2 separate regions of the Mus musculus genome follow, and region 2 is linked to region 1. Evidence: chromatin contacts called from public Hi-C data. All regions are on one chromosome and are shown on one strand. Each heading gives the region's core, a stretch centred on a gene start, on an enhancer-like site or on the middle of the called end of the contact. The rest is flanking DNA. Distances are from core to core; before and after follow the strand shown.

Region 1 (6,051 bases), core at 1,054-3,553:
GAGACTGGAGGCCCCAGAGAGTTTAGAGGTCAGATGGGGTGGAGGGTAGAGGCATCCATGTGGAGATGGGGTGTGGTGGGGAGGAGATGTGTGATGTGGAGCAGTGGAGGGTGGGAGGGGAGGGGCGGGGAATAGAATGTGGAGTGTAAAAAATGAATTACAAATAAATTAAATTAAAAAATCTAGGCTTACCACATATAGTGGCTTAGATTTCAGTCACAACTCAGATACTCAAATGAGATACATAAACTCATTTTAGCTCAGGACTACATAATACCCGGCTACCCTTACCTTCTAGTGAGAACTGAAAACTCAACTTGCCAGTATAAGGCAACCCAGCTACTTCTGGTTCAGGGCTCGTCTCTGAATAAGACTTGTTCTGTTTGCAGAACCTGGAGTCATGGGAAACGGGGTATTCTGCCTGCCCCGTCCTAGTCCTGCCCTTCTCGAGGGGAGAGAGAGCTCCACCTCCAAGGAGCGGCTCTTGTGATCCTGCATTGGGGCACTGCTGTGTTGGTTCTCCTGCTAGCATAGGTCTTTGAATATTGGCCTCTTTACTCCCCACATCTGCTGTAGATGCTTCTGGGTGCCCCCTTTCTCCCTCCAGTTCTTTGTACACCTTTGAGGGGATCCCCTAGTGTTGTCTGGCATGTGCCCTGTCCTCTCAGCTTTTGAGTCATTTCTTTTTAAGCTCCTAGGCATTCATTTTTTATATTTAGTCCAAAGATGGGTCTCTTTCTTTCCTTTTCTGCCTTCCTTCCTAGTTTCCAATGAGCTTTAGCCTCTTAGTCTGGCTTTGATGGTAGGAGGGCTTTGGGATATGGAAGAGGGGATCAAAAAACATTTAAATTGTACATGTGAGTTTCTATTTGTTTATTTCCTGAATGTTTGCCGTGTGATTTCAGAAAAGACACCGAAGTGACCAGCAGATCAACAACCGCTCTGTTTCAATCCTGGTGAACGGCAGGTATGTTATCTTAGGAAAGCCAGGCTAGGTGGAATCGGCCTGTGAAGAGGCCACCATTGCTAAACCTTGATACGGTGGGGACTTTAGAAAGGTAATTCAGGACAGTGAAATGGCTTCATGATAAACTTAAAATGAGTTTGTTTCTACTTCATTGAGGTCTTTCTCTTTGAGATGCTGGGGATCAAACCCAGGACCTCAATGTTGGGGTCCAGGAATCACCTAATTGACCACACAAACACCGATCTCAGCCAGACAGGGACAGTTTATTGAACACACACCCAGGACTGAACAACCAGAGCCATGGGCCAGATTTGGGATCTGAACCATGACCCCAAGTTGAGGTCCTATAGGCCTTTTTAAGCCTGAAGTCTACAAATACCTGTGTCATGTTATTCCACCAATCAGGATTTAAGGATAGATGATTTCCTTAGGAACGTGTCTTTGATGTACATTAGCCTGCTCCCATTGGTTGGGGTACTGAACTGTGGCAGGGGACTTGCCTTGTCTAATATTCATGTTTTAACTTGTCTACCAACATGGGACTTGTCTAGCATCCATGTCTTAACTTGCTAACCAGCATGTCAGTTACTCACATACATGTCTCTTTCTGCCAAGTAGGATGCCAGTTCCCAGGGAGGTCTTAAGAACTTAAACTTTACTTGACCACTACTCAAAATGAAAGTCTTACTTTAAATAGTTTCTTACATCTTTTATGTTGGGGTTCATCCAGGGGCAGCTTATAAAAGCAAATATCATAAAAGCTTAGACACAGATGTAGGAAGAGCTGTTTTGTATTGTGGGTAACTATGCAAAACAGTTCTACTGACCTCTATCATGATTGGTTTCCAAGGGCACAAAGCGTAACAGAATATGTAATCAACTTGGCATTAGAACGTTTCCTAGAAACAGCAGAAACCTATGAGAAAGTTTGCTTATAATAGCAGGCTAGCCAGGTAACAGTTACCTAGGCCTTAACATTTACCTAGGCTTTAACATTCCACCTTGGCCTTAACACTGGTGTGTGCTAGGAAAGAGCTCAAAGAACTTGCCTGTAGATGTCTCTAGTATACCCTGAAGTGTCATACTAACTGAGATGCCTCTGGGCTTCTTTCCGAGAAAATGGAAATAATAAGCTCTGTCTTAGATGCCTGAGAAAATAAAATGAAAAATATATCCAAGCAGTTAATAAATTATAGCGTGAAGTTAATATGCCTGTGACCGTTATCACCGTGACTGGCCTCGGGACGTTTGTCTTTAGAACATAATGGGTTCTGACAAGGCTCACTGGCTGCATTACCATAGCCTTTCATCCAGGCGTCAGCTCACAACTCACCAGCCCAATTTAGTGTCTGCACTGGCTCCACGGCTGAGCTACATGGTGGTAAGACTGGAACAGGGCAGACATGTTCCTACAGAGGGCAAAATGTGGAAAATACTCTAAGGGTCGTGGCAAGCTGTTACAGAGCCATGTCTGACAGAAGGAATTATGGGGGAGGTGATGTCTGTGCCAGCTCTGGGTCAGGGAAGCACTGCAGATGTTAGAGTTCATGAAAGGAGCACGAGGAAAGAAACCGCAAGCCTGACAGTCACCAGGGATGCATGCCTGCCTTTCTCTTGGTGGCCAGCTCGCAGGGTACTGGCCTTCTGTAGCTCTGATCAGGCCATTCTGTTATCCAGGCTCTTGGCATCTGAACCCTCATTACTCAGAGTGAATTGTTTCCTCCAGTGTTTTATATAGCTGGAAGTTCTCAAGACCAAAAAGGTGAATTACTATTAAAATGGGGAAGGGATAATATTGTTTTAAAAGGCAAAACTGAGTATATTAGAAACTTATCAAACTGAGGAATTTCTGACCAAATAAATTTAATCAGATGAACTCCCTCAAATAACTCAAGTACTTGTATTTTTTGTTTTTGTACACAGTTTTTGGAGAAGAATTTATCACAGAGAGAATTTAGGAGTTAGTCTGAGGCCCTGGTGTGCATGTGTACACAAAAAACATATCTGACCTTTAACAGAGAAGAAGTGACTTAGGAGTACTGTTGGAAAGTTGGAGAGAGAGAGAAAGAGAGAAAGAGAGGGAGAGAGAGAGAGAGAGAGAGAGAGAGAGAGAGAGAGAGAGAGAGAGAGAGAGAGAGCTGGTATTGTTGAATCTGCTCATACTGCCATCATACTACCAGACTTCCTTTTATAGGAAATGAGGTTTTAAAGGGTCAAAGGTAACCCAATAAAAGAAGCAAATAAAATTAGTAAAGCCAGATGATAGAATACATTTTAGCCATATAATAAAAGAATGAGTCCCGCCGGGCGGTGTTGGCACATGCCTTTAATCCCAGCACTTGGGAGGCAGGGGCAGGTGGATTTCTGAGTTCAAGGCCAGCCTGGTCTACAGAAAGAATGAGTCCCATCTATATATGTCCTTTAAGATATGTTATTAAATAAAATATGAAGACAGTAAGGTATCTACTATTCTACTTCGTTTCTTTGAGACAGGGTCTCACTGTGTAACCCTGCCTGGCCAGGAACTCTCTATGTAGAACAAACTGGCCTTACACAAATCTTTCCGCCTCTGCCTCCCAGGTACTGGGATTATTAACCTTACTGTGTAACTTTGAAATATATATGGGGTAGAGGATTCTATGAGTTGATATTTTCTAGGAAAGTTTTTAGAATATAGTGGCTCCCTTTGAGAAACAAAGCTACCTGCTGGGGAAAGTGATGTGTCCAGAGAGACAGAGCTTGCTCTTGACCGTGCAGAGCATGAAGCGCCAGCGCACTCTGACCTCTGCATCTTGGCTCCCTTCCCTCCAGCCTGTCCTGTCTCTTCTGCTTTGTTCTATTTAGTTATCAGAACAGAACTTTGGAGAGACTGTCCCAGCAGAAATTCAAGGCCCATTTTCTTACAGGGTTGAGGAGATCAAGTGGAGGAATGTCCAAGTGGGGGACATAATTAAGCTGGAGAATAACCATCCTGTTACCGTGAGTACCTCCTCCGGTGTGGCTTCTCGCTCCTCTCCGTGTATTAGGATCAGGGAGCCCTATGGCATTTTTGCCTCCGCCTCTCTTGGGCACCTTTCCGCTGCCTCTGGAGATCATCAGCTCTGGAGATCATAGGCAAGAAGCTTTTCCTGTCTCTCTCTCATCGTAGCTTAAGGTGAAATGGAGCAATTTTGAGGGAAGTGTGTGGTTGGGTCACATACAGTCCTGGGTCATCCATAATAAGCGTAAACCAAGAGTCAGCAAAGTTGTTAGAGTGAACGGCCATTTCCGAGGGACTGCATGCCATCACACTGTAATGCTAAGAGCTGCCTCCTGTCTCCCTCTTCTCCGACCTTTCTGATTGCAGGCAGACATGCTGTTGCTCTCTAGCAGTGAGCCGTACGGCCTGACATACATTGAAACAGCAGACCTGGACGGGTAAGTGTCTCCTCCTAATGACACACTAGGGAAATCTAGCCATATCAGAGGGCAAGTATGACACAGGAACTAATATTGTTTTCACGTGGAAATAGTAGTTTATGTTCCAGAAAACTAAAAACATCTAAGTGAGAAAAGACAAGAAGCTACAGCCATGGCACCCTCCAGTCTAAGTCTGAGCCACGAGCAGCAATAACGAGTGTTCACTGGATCCAGAATCCGGAAAATACACTCCAAATGCTCTATCTCCAAACTTGACTCAGTCTGCTCTCCCTGCCTGCAACTTCTACAACTTGTCTTTAATGCTTGCAGATTGAAAATGTTTGGAAAAAGTTTACTCTGTACTGAATATGCACAGATATTTTTATATATAGCACTGTGTTGTATGGAAAGAGTGTATATTGGTTATATACAGATGCTGGAGCATTTTATTAAAAGACAGCTGAGCATTGATGAATTTAGGTTTTCATGTGTGGTCCTAGAACCAGTAGCCTGAAGACGCTGAGGGACAACTACGTCCCATGGTGTTGACCAGCAGGAAAGACAATCGTAGGGTTGTAATATTTCAGAATGGGGTTGCAAAGTTTCCAGGAGGAAATTTAAGCAAAGCAATTGTTATCTAGAAAGAATTTTAAATGGACCTTCCTTTACTCACAGAACTTAAGGTCTTACATGGGAAGATGGAGGCCATTTCAGAGACTTGTGCTTGTGATGAGCTTGTGGTGGCCACTCTTGGTTGTCAACTTGACCACATCCGGAATAGACCAAAACCAAAGTGGCTGGGTACACCCATGAAGGAGAGGAATTTTTTCTTAATTAAGTCATCTGAGGCAGGAAGCTGATTAGGCTTTAATCTGAGCTGCATAGTGACAGCCTAAAGAAAGGACATGGAAGAGGGACATGCTCACTCTTTGCCTCCTTGCCCTTACTCTCAGAGTCACTGGTAGTAGAGCCTACTTCTTCGGGATTCTGGCATGAAGAGCAGCTGACACGTCCAGCCTTGTGGACTGAACAACTAACTACTGGATTCTTGGAGTTTTTGTTGGGAGACAGCCATTGTTGGATTAGCTGGCTCCCAGCCTGTAAGCCATCCATAATGTAAATATCTGTGTTTTCCAGAGGTCTTAAGCGACCTCTGTGACAGGGTTGTTCGACTCCCCCCTCCCAAAGAGGTCATAATCCACAAGTTCTCTAGAGAACCACTGTTCTATAGCAAAAGAAGTATAAGCATGACTTTAAAAGAAAATTCTGGAATAGGCTTCCAGCTTGCCAACACCTACAGCTTCTGAAGACTCCCTGGTAGTATCGGAGCATGTTGAAAGCCCATGGCTAGAAATATTTGAAAGGCTTGCTGCATGGAGTAAAGAATTTAAAACTTTGGACAATTTTGGGGAAAATAAGTAAAATAATACTGCTGGTTGTATCTAGCGTTTCTGGATAAATTGACAACAGAAAAAGAATGAATTTATAGATAAACTTAATTAGCTTCTAGTACCTCAAGATACAGTGTCAAAGGCAAAGGATGAAATGATTTCCTGGCTCCAGATGAGCATCAGCAGTCTACAGGTTCTACGTGTGCCCTGGAGGAGAATCTTCTCTTCAGCAGCCATAGGGCACAAGTTGCAGAAAATCGGATAGAATCCCCCATTGTTAGGTTAGCTAAATTC
Region 2 (6,051 bases), core at 2,390-4,889, 97 kb after region 1:
AGAGATCCGTCTCGGGTGTGTTCCTCAGTCACAGCAAGGTAAAGACCTTATTGTTCTGAGGCTGGGTTTCTACTGAACATGGGAGCTAGACTGTCCAGCAAGCCCCAGGGGTCCTCCTTGTTCCCTGGCTCAGGAATTGCAGACCATCAAGCTTGGCCTCGCACATACATGTGCAGATCTGAATCTGGGCTCTCAGACTCACATGTCACTGACTGGGGGTCTTTCTGCCAGCTAACCATTTCTTTCATGATTCATATTCCTTTTTGTTTTTTGTTTTGTTTTGTTTGTTTTGTTTAGAGACAGGGTTTCTCTGTGTAGCCCTGGCTGTCCTGGAACTCACACTGTAGACCAGGCTGGCCTCGAACTCAGAAATTTGCCTGCCTCTGCCTCCCAAGTGCTGGGATTAAAGGCGTGCACCACCGCTGCCCGGCACGATTCGTATACTAACAAACCATGTTCAGTCCTAACTTTGCCTTTAACCAGATGTTTCTGGATTTTTCCCTATGAGGAGCATAATCCCTCCGAGTTGTAGTCAGAGTCCCCACAATCGGGAAAGAAGGTTGTCAAACATGGAGGTTTAGCGTCCCATCTTCAGCCAGGAGCAGATCAGTTTGGTGCATTAAGGCTGGAAAAAAAATGTTGAAACCCTCGTTCTGACACTGGTATCACTTCCCCAATCATGGTGCTGCCCTGGCCACCCCAGAGCCGTATTGGCAATGATCTTAATAAAACTATGAGACCCTTAGCTTAGATAACGATTCCAGAGTACCCCCACAGTACCTTGTACAGAATAGGAGTCATGTAGATGCCCACAGTGTGACCTTGGAGATGGCTTGCTTGGTAGAGTACTAACCCTGTGAACATGAGTCGCTGAGTTCAAACCCTTAGCACCTGTGTAAAGGCTGAACCCAGTGGCGTGCCTGTAACCCCGAAAGTAGAGGAGGCAGAGACAGGCAGGTCACTGTGACTTGCTGACTAGCTAATTTTGCTCGACTTGGTGACATGTGAGCGTGCACCCACCAAACCCTGCACACAAACACACATGCATACAGCATTCATACAGAGACTGTAAGGTCTTGGGATAGCCAGCAGGTTGGTTCTATAGGTAAGGGTGCTTGCCACCAAGACTGACAACCTGGGTTTAATTCTTGGAGTCCACACAAGGGTAGAGGAGAACTGACTCCTTGAAAGCTGTCCTCCGGCCTCCATTTGTGCGCATGGCGGCGCATGCGTGCCCACACACCCCCCAAATGTAAAAGAAAAATGCTTCTAGATCAGGAAAATACAGTTTATCATAACTTATTTTGATTTGTCTTAATGTGAGCATTTGCTATTAGATCAGTCATACAGTTTGAGGTGACATGGCCAAATGCAGGTTATTGCTGAATGGAATAACATAAACAGAAGTCCTCCCTTATTTCCAGATAAGTTCCTTGAGGTGAAAGGTCAGCAGAGTGACCTTATTGGGAAAGGTCAGGGACAAAGGTATACTGAGACGACACACAGTCCTCACTTCTGTCCCTCTTTGAAACAGGGTCCTGCAATGTAATCCAGACTGACCACAAACTCGCAGCGAAAGCAGATGCCCCTCAGCTTCCCAGACGCTAGGGTCACAGACGCTGGGGTCACTACACCTGGCTCCTTGGGCACCAGGCATGCAGTAGGGCTGGGTAGTAAGTAACAGCATGATCTGTGGTGTGCTAAACTAAAGGAATCATGGAGTGTGTGTCGCTAGCTCTGCAGGCTCGGGGTCGTCTGCCTCACAGATATTTTCGGGACAAAGACCCTGGGCCCAAAGTTCTCATGGGAATCAAGTAGTGAGTACTCCATGCTCTTGATCACAAATGGCACTGCTTAACCTACAGCAAGCCCCAGAAGTAGTCTCTATCAGCTCCAGAAAAGGCCAGCGCCCCACACCTACCGTTTCAGCCATGCTGAGAGGGCTGCTACTGGCTGCTCAGGGTTGTAAGCTCCTCCCTTTTCCGGCTTCTCTTCTTCATTGTTTGCTTCTTTGTAGGACCAGGGGCTGTTGATCCTCAAGCGAGTCAAGGTTAGACCTCTGTAATTCAGCTCAGGTCAGCATGAAGTCAGGAAACACACAGGTCTCAGGAGCGCGGGGAAGATGCAAGAACGGAAGTAGATGAATGTGAAGGCGTGCACCTGGAACCCCAGCGCTGCCTCTCAAGGCTTCTTGAGACCTGAAATCCAGAGTCTTCCCGGTAGAGTGGAGATAGCATAGTCAGCCACCATACCATGGGTTCTACGGCCCACAGATTCAACCAACCATGGAGGAGAAATATTCAGGGGAGGAGAGCTTGCCTGGGACACATAAAGCCCTCAGTTCAATTGGAAATTTAGTTGGGGGAGTAAAGGAAACAGTTCAGAGCAAAACCAAATAAATGCGCATGACTCATTGGGAACCACAGCGCTCACCAGGAAGGTGGCTGGTTGGCTGGTTGGTTTTGTTTTGTTTTGTGGAGTTTTTGAGACAGGGTCTCTCTATGTAGTTCTGGCCACCCTAGAGTTCTCTATGTAGACCAGGCTGGCCTTCGACTCACAGACATCTGCTTGCCTCTACCTCCCAAGTGCTGGGATTAGAGGCATGTGCTGCCATGGTTGTCCTGAAAGCTGCTGTTTTGGAGGGTGGCATCAGTGAGCAGCGACAGATTCCACTTACACACCTGGCTCGTGTGTGGTCTGCTACTGCGCGGTTATCCTCACAGAATGGCCCAGAACTCGAGAGAGGAAGAGGCAGGTAGTTCAGAAGGTCCACAGTTGAAGCGAAGGCTCTAAGAACCCAGTCCCTTTCCTTTGCCTGCCTTCCTGTGGGAGAAGGAACTTTCCAGACTCTCTGCCTGGTTAAAGGGAATCGACTCCCTTACAACCCTGGTCGAACCCAAGTCCGCAAGAACCAAAAACTGATGTGACAGGCTCAGCTCCGCTTAAACTGTTAGACCCTCTGAAGAGCCGGGAGACCAGCTGAACCCTGGGTTAGGGAGGTGGCCTGCAGCCACCCAGACTTGGAGCATCAGAGCCACCTGCTCAGAGAAGCCCCCTGTGGCCCAGGGGCTTCCTTCAGAAGCCTACGCAGAGGGACCCTGGAAACCCAGCACTGAGATTGGGCCTTGTGAAAAATGCCGGTGTTGTTTAGCTGGTGGAATGCTGATCTGTCGCTGGGAATATTGTTTTGTTTAGTGTAGCCTCTGGGTGGGGCTTCCAAAATCTCCTTCCAGGATGACCCTCCACCCTAACCCAGCTGGAAACCTAACTAAAGAAAAAGCTGGGAAACACGCAGTCATTCACTGCCTGAGTGGGAGGAGTGTGTGTGGGGGGGTGCTTCTAGCCAAGGTCGGAAAGGAGCGGCCTGAGAAGGGAAGGAAGGAAGGAAGGAAGCGCCCAGGCTCTGCCCAGACTTCTTCCAACACTCAGGACCCAGGAGAAGCTAGGCTCGGCTCTCCCTGGGTTTTTATGCTGCTGTCTGGAAAGTCTCCGTCTTCCAGCACCTACTGCCCCCTGTGGCTGACTTCTCTCTCTACGCCCCTCCCCCAGACTAACAGGCCGAAGGGACCGACCTGGAACTGAGTGGCTGCACTGTGGGCTTGCCTGCTCCTTTCCCTCCCCATCCCTCCCCTTAGTAGCAACGTCACCGCAGCCCAGCCGCCGTGGCAGCAGCAGCAGCAAGAAGACAGGCTGAGATTGCGCAGCCTCCCTGCATTAGCTCGGGATGCCATTGTACTAACAGAAATCAGATCTCAGGGTATCAGCCCGGTCCCCCTTGTGCGATCTCGAGGACCAGTGATTCAGCTGCCATTGTCGAGGTAGGGCGCGACGGGCGTGCAAAAGGAACGGGAGCCACCAGGTCCAGCTCGAGGCTCCTTGCAGAGGAATGGCTCTGGGGTGGGGGGTGGGAGGTCACTGCTGGCAGAGGCCGGATCAGCATCAGCATCTGGGCTCTGGCTTCTGAAGGGTGGCTTTGTCTTTCGGAAAGGGAGAGTGACAGCAAGCGGAGACAAACTCATCTCTGCATGCATGCATGGGCCGGGCAAGAAAGAGGCTTGGGCTGATGCTATCTATCTGTGCTGTTTGGTCAAGAAACAAGATCCTTTTCTCTTCCTTCCTTCCTTCCTTCCTTCCTTCCTTCCTTCCTTCCTTCCTTCCTTTCTTTCTTTCTATCTGGGTATTTCTAATGAAGCTGCTGTAGCTGCAGCTTTCAAATCTGGACACAAAGGCTGAATGGGTGGAGACCCTTCTACAGCTCGTGGAAGTTTATGCTGAAAACCATGCAGGAATCTATGCATTCTTATCCAGAAGGTTGGGTGGCTTTTCCTCCCCACACATGCATACTTGTATGCACACAGACATATCCATTGTAGAAGCTGCCAGGCTCTGGGATTGGTTGCAGTAAGAATGAATGCAAATGCCCTACAGCGTATGGAGAGAGGGATGCTGAAGGCACCTGACCTCTTATGTTATACTCAGCCCTGCTCTACAGAGCAGCTTCCTAGCAGGAAGGGACCAAAGCACAAGCTAAACCAATGCCCCCTGATCCACCATACCGCCCTCTTCCCTTCGTCCTGCCCTAGAGAAGACTGTCAGCCCCACAGAGGCTCTCCGAAGGACCTCAGGTCAAGGTCAGATCACTAAAGTATAACAATGAATGCCTTTGCCTCCCTCCCTGCTAGCTCTGAAGAAACCAGAAAAGCAGCAACTAGGTACTGTGACCAACAGAGGGATGCTGTTGGGTGAACAAAGACAGGAAGCGGCCTTCTGGAGTTGTCTTGCCCGTAGGCAGACAGATCCTTAGCCCTGTTTCCACCATTCACCCGGTAGTCAACTTGGAGATTAGACGGGAGTTTTACAATGTGTGACTGGGCATTTCGGGAGTGTCCTGAGAGTAGGTTAGTTCCCAGCAAGCCAAGAACTGTGAACAGCACAGTGGAGCAAGGGGGAAGTGTCGTGAGAACCATGAATGGGCCAGGATGAGGCAGAAGCCTGAGAACTGGGGCCTGAAGGGCAGGAAACAGGATTGACCAATGTGAGAACATGGGACGAAAGGGGCCGCAGGTTCAGACTAGTTGATAGAGCTTATATAAGTGGTCACGGCAGTGGGCACCATGGAATAGTAGGAAACAGCTGTGTGAGGGTGATGGCCGGACTTGAGGGAGAGGACTGGCCTCAAGCCCTTGAGAATGAGTGGTAGTAGACACCCTCGAGAGGGGACGTGCCCAGGCTTGGAGCCATTTCAGCTGTGATTGGGAGTGAGCTACCCATAACCTGCAGCTTGGTTTCCTCGTGTGTTAAACGTGTGTGATGACACACACACCTCTAATCTCAGTACTCAGGAGGCAGAGGCGGGCAGATCTCTGAGTTCAAGGCCGGCCTCAGCTACAGAGCCAGTTCTAGGTCAGCCAGGGCTATACAGAGAGACCCTGTCTCAAAAATATAAGCAAGCAAGCCCACGCAGTGAAAATGCCTGTGACTATATGGGGATGTTTAGATGGAATTGGAGATTCCCTGCATCTGTGCACCTAGATGTCACATCTTCCTGCTGGCTGAGCCACTACTCTACCTACAGAGTTAGATTTAGGTAGGAGGCTCGTCTTCGTTTATGGGAGTTTCCTCCTCCTCTCTTCATTTAATTAGGAACAACACGTGTGAACTGAGTTCATTCATCTCAGAGTGCTCTTCACCCATGGCCACAGTGTTACATTCACTCCCAGGGAAGAAGTCTTAGATGCACTCTCGCTTGTTTTCTGCAGTGTTTGAGGCAAAGTCAAATGGCTTATTACATCATTCCTCTTTGTGTTGTTTGAGTCAGACTCAGTAGCCCAGGTTAGTTTGAACCGACTGTAGCTCAGACTGGCCTTGAACTCCTAACCTTTCTCCCTACCCTACAGATGCTGGGGTTATAGGGGTCACCTCCCTAGCTCCCATTTCATTCCTTTTTTTTTTAATGTTCAAAAATTAGGGCTCCTAATTTTTATTATTAATTCTATTGTTTGCTCACTTATTTGTAAAACTCTGGCCCTGAGCTGTGTCTCCAGGTCCCTT

The links. A called contact is a pair of places that touch in the nucleus more often than the background predicts.
Region 2: a contact with region 1 is called in a Hi-C map of uterus, with 2.2 times the contacts expected there. The contact joins the promoter of Rusc2 here to the enhancer-like site in region 1. A contact is called at or near these places in 8 of 39 promoter capture datasets (the SN4741 cell line, cranial neural crest, embryonic stem cells and 3 more), 2 of 484 Hi-C or Micro-C datasets (cumulus cells and uterus), 4 of 115 datasets of contacts at active chromatin or transcription factors (differentiating embryonic stem cells, embryonic stem cells, heart atrium and 1 more) and 4 of 9 other capture datasets (adipose tissue, embryonic stem cells, liver and 1 more).

Annotation. Positions count from the first base shown.
Region 1 is chr4:43,307,583-43,313,633 of GRCm38.p6, forward strand. It overlaps Atp8b5 (ATPase, class I, type 8B, member 5), which reads left to right. Exons shown (of 29, transcript NM_177195.3): 7 at 906-967; 8 at 3,874-3,946; 9 at 4,314-4,384. Among named protein-coding and RNA genes, the nearest start is that of Gm46851, 30 kb to the right of the region's middle. Within about 2 kb of position 2,304, at least 18 of the 459 cell types and tissues checked have an H3K27ac peak or open chromatin away from gene starts, as enhancers often do. A contact at or near this core is called in pancreatic islet and uterus, where this site is marked.
Region 2 is chr4:43,402,863-43,408,913 of GRCm38.p6, forward strand. Rusc2 (RUN and SH3 domain containing 2) reads left to right here and starts at 3,640. Exons shown (of 12, transcript NM_199057.3): 1 at 3,640-3,818.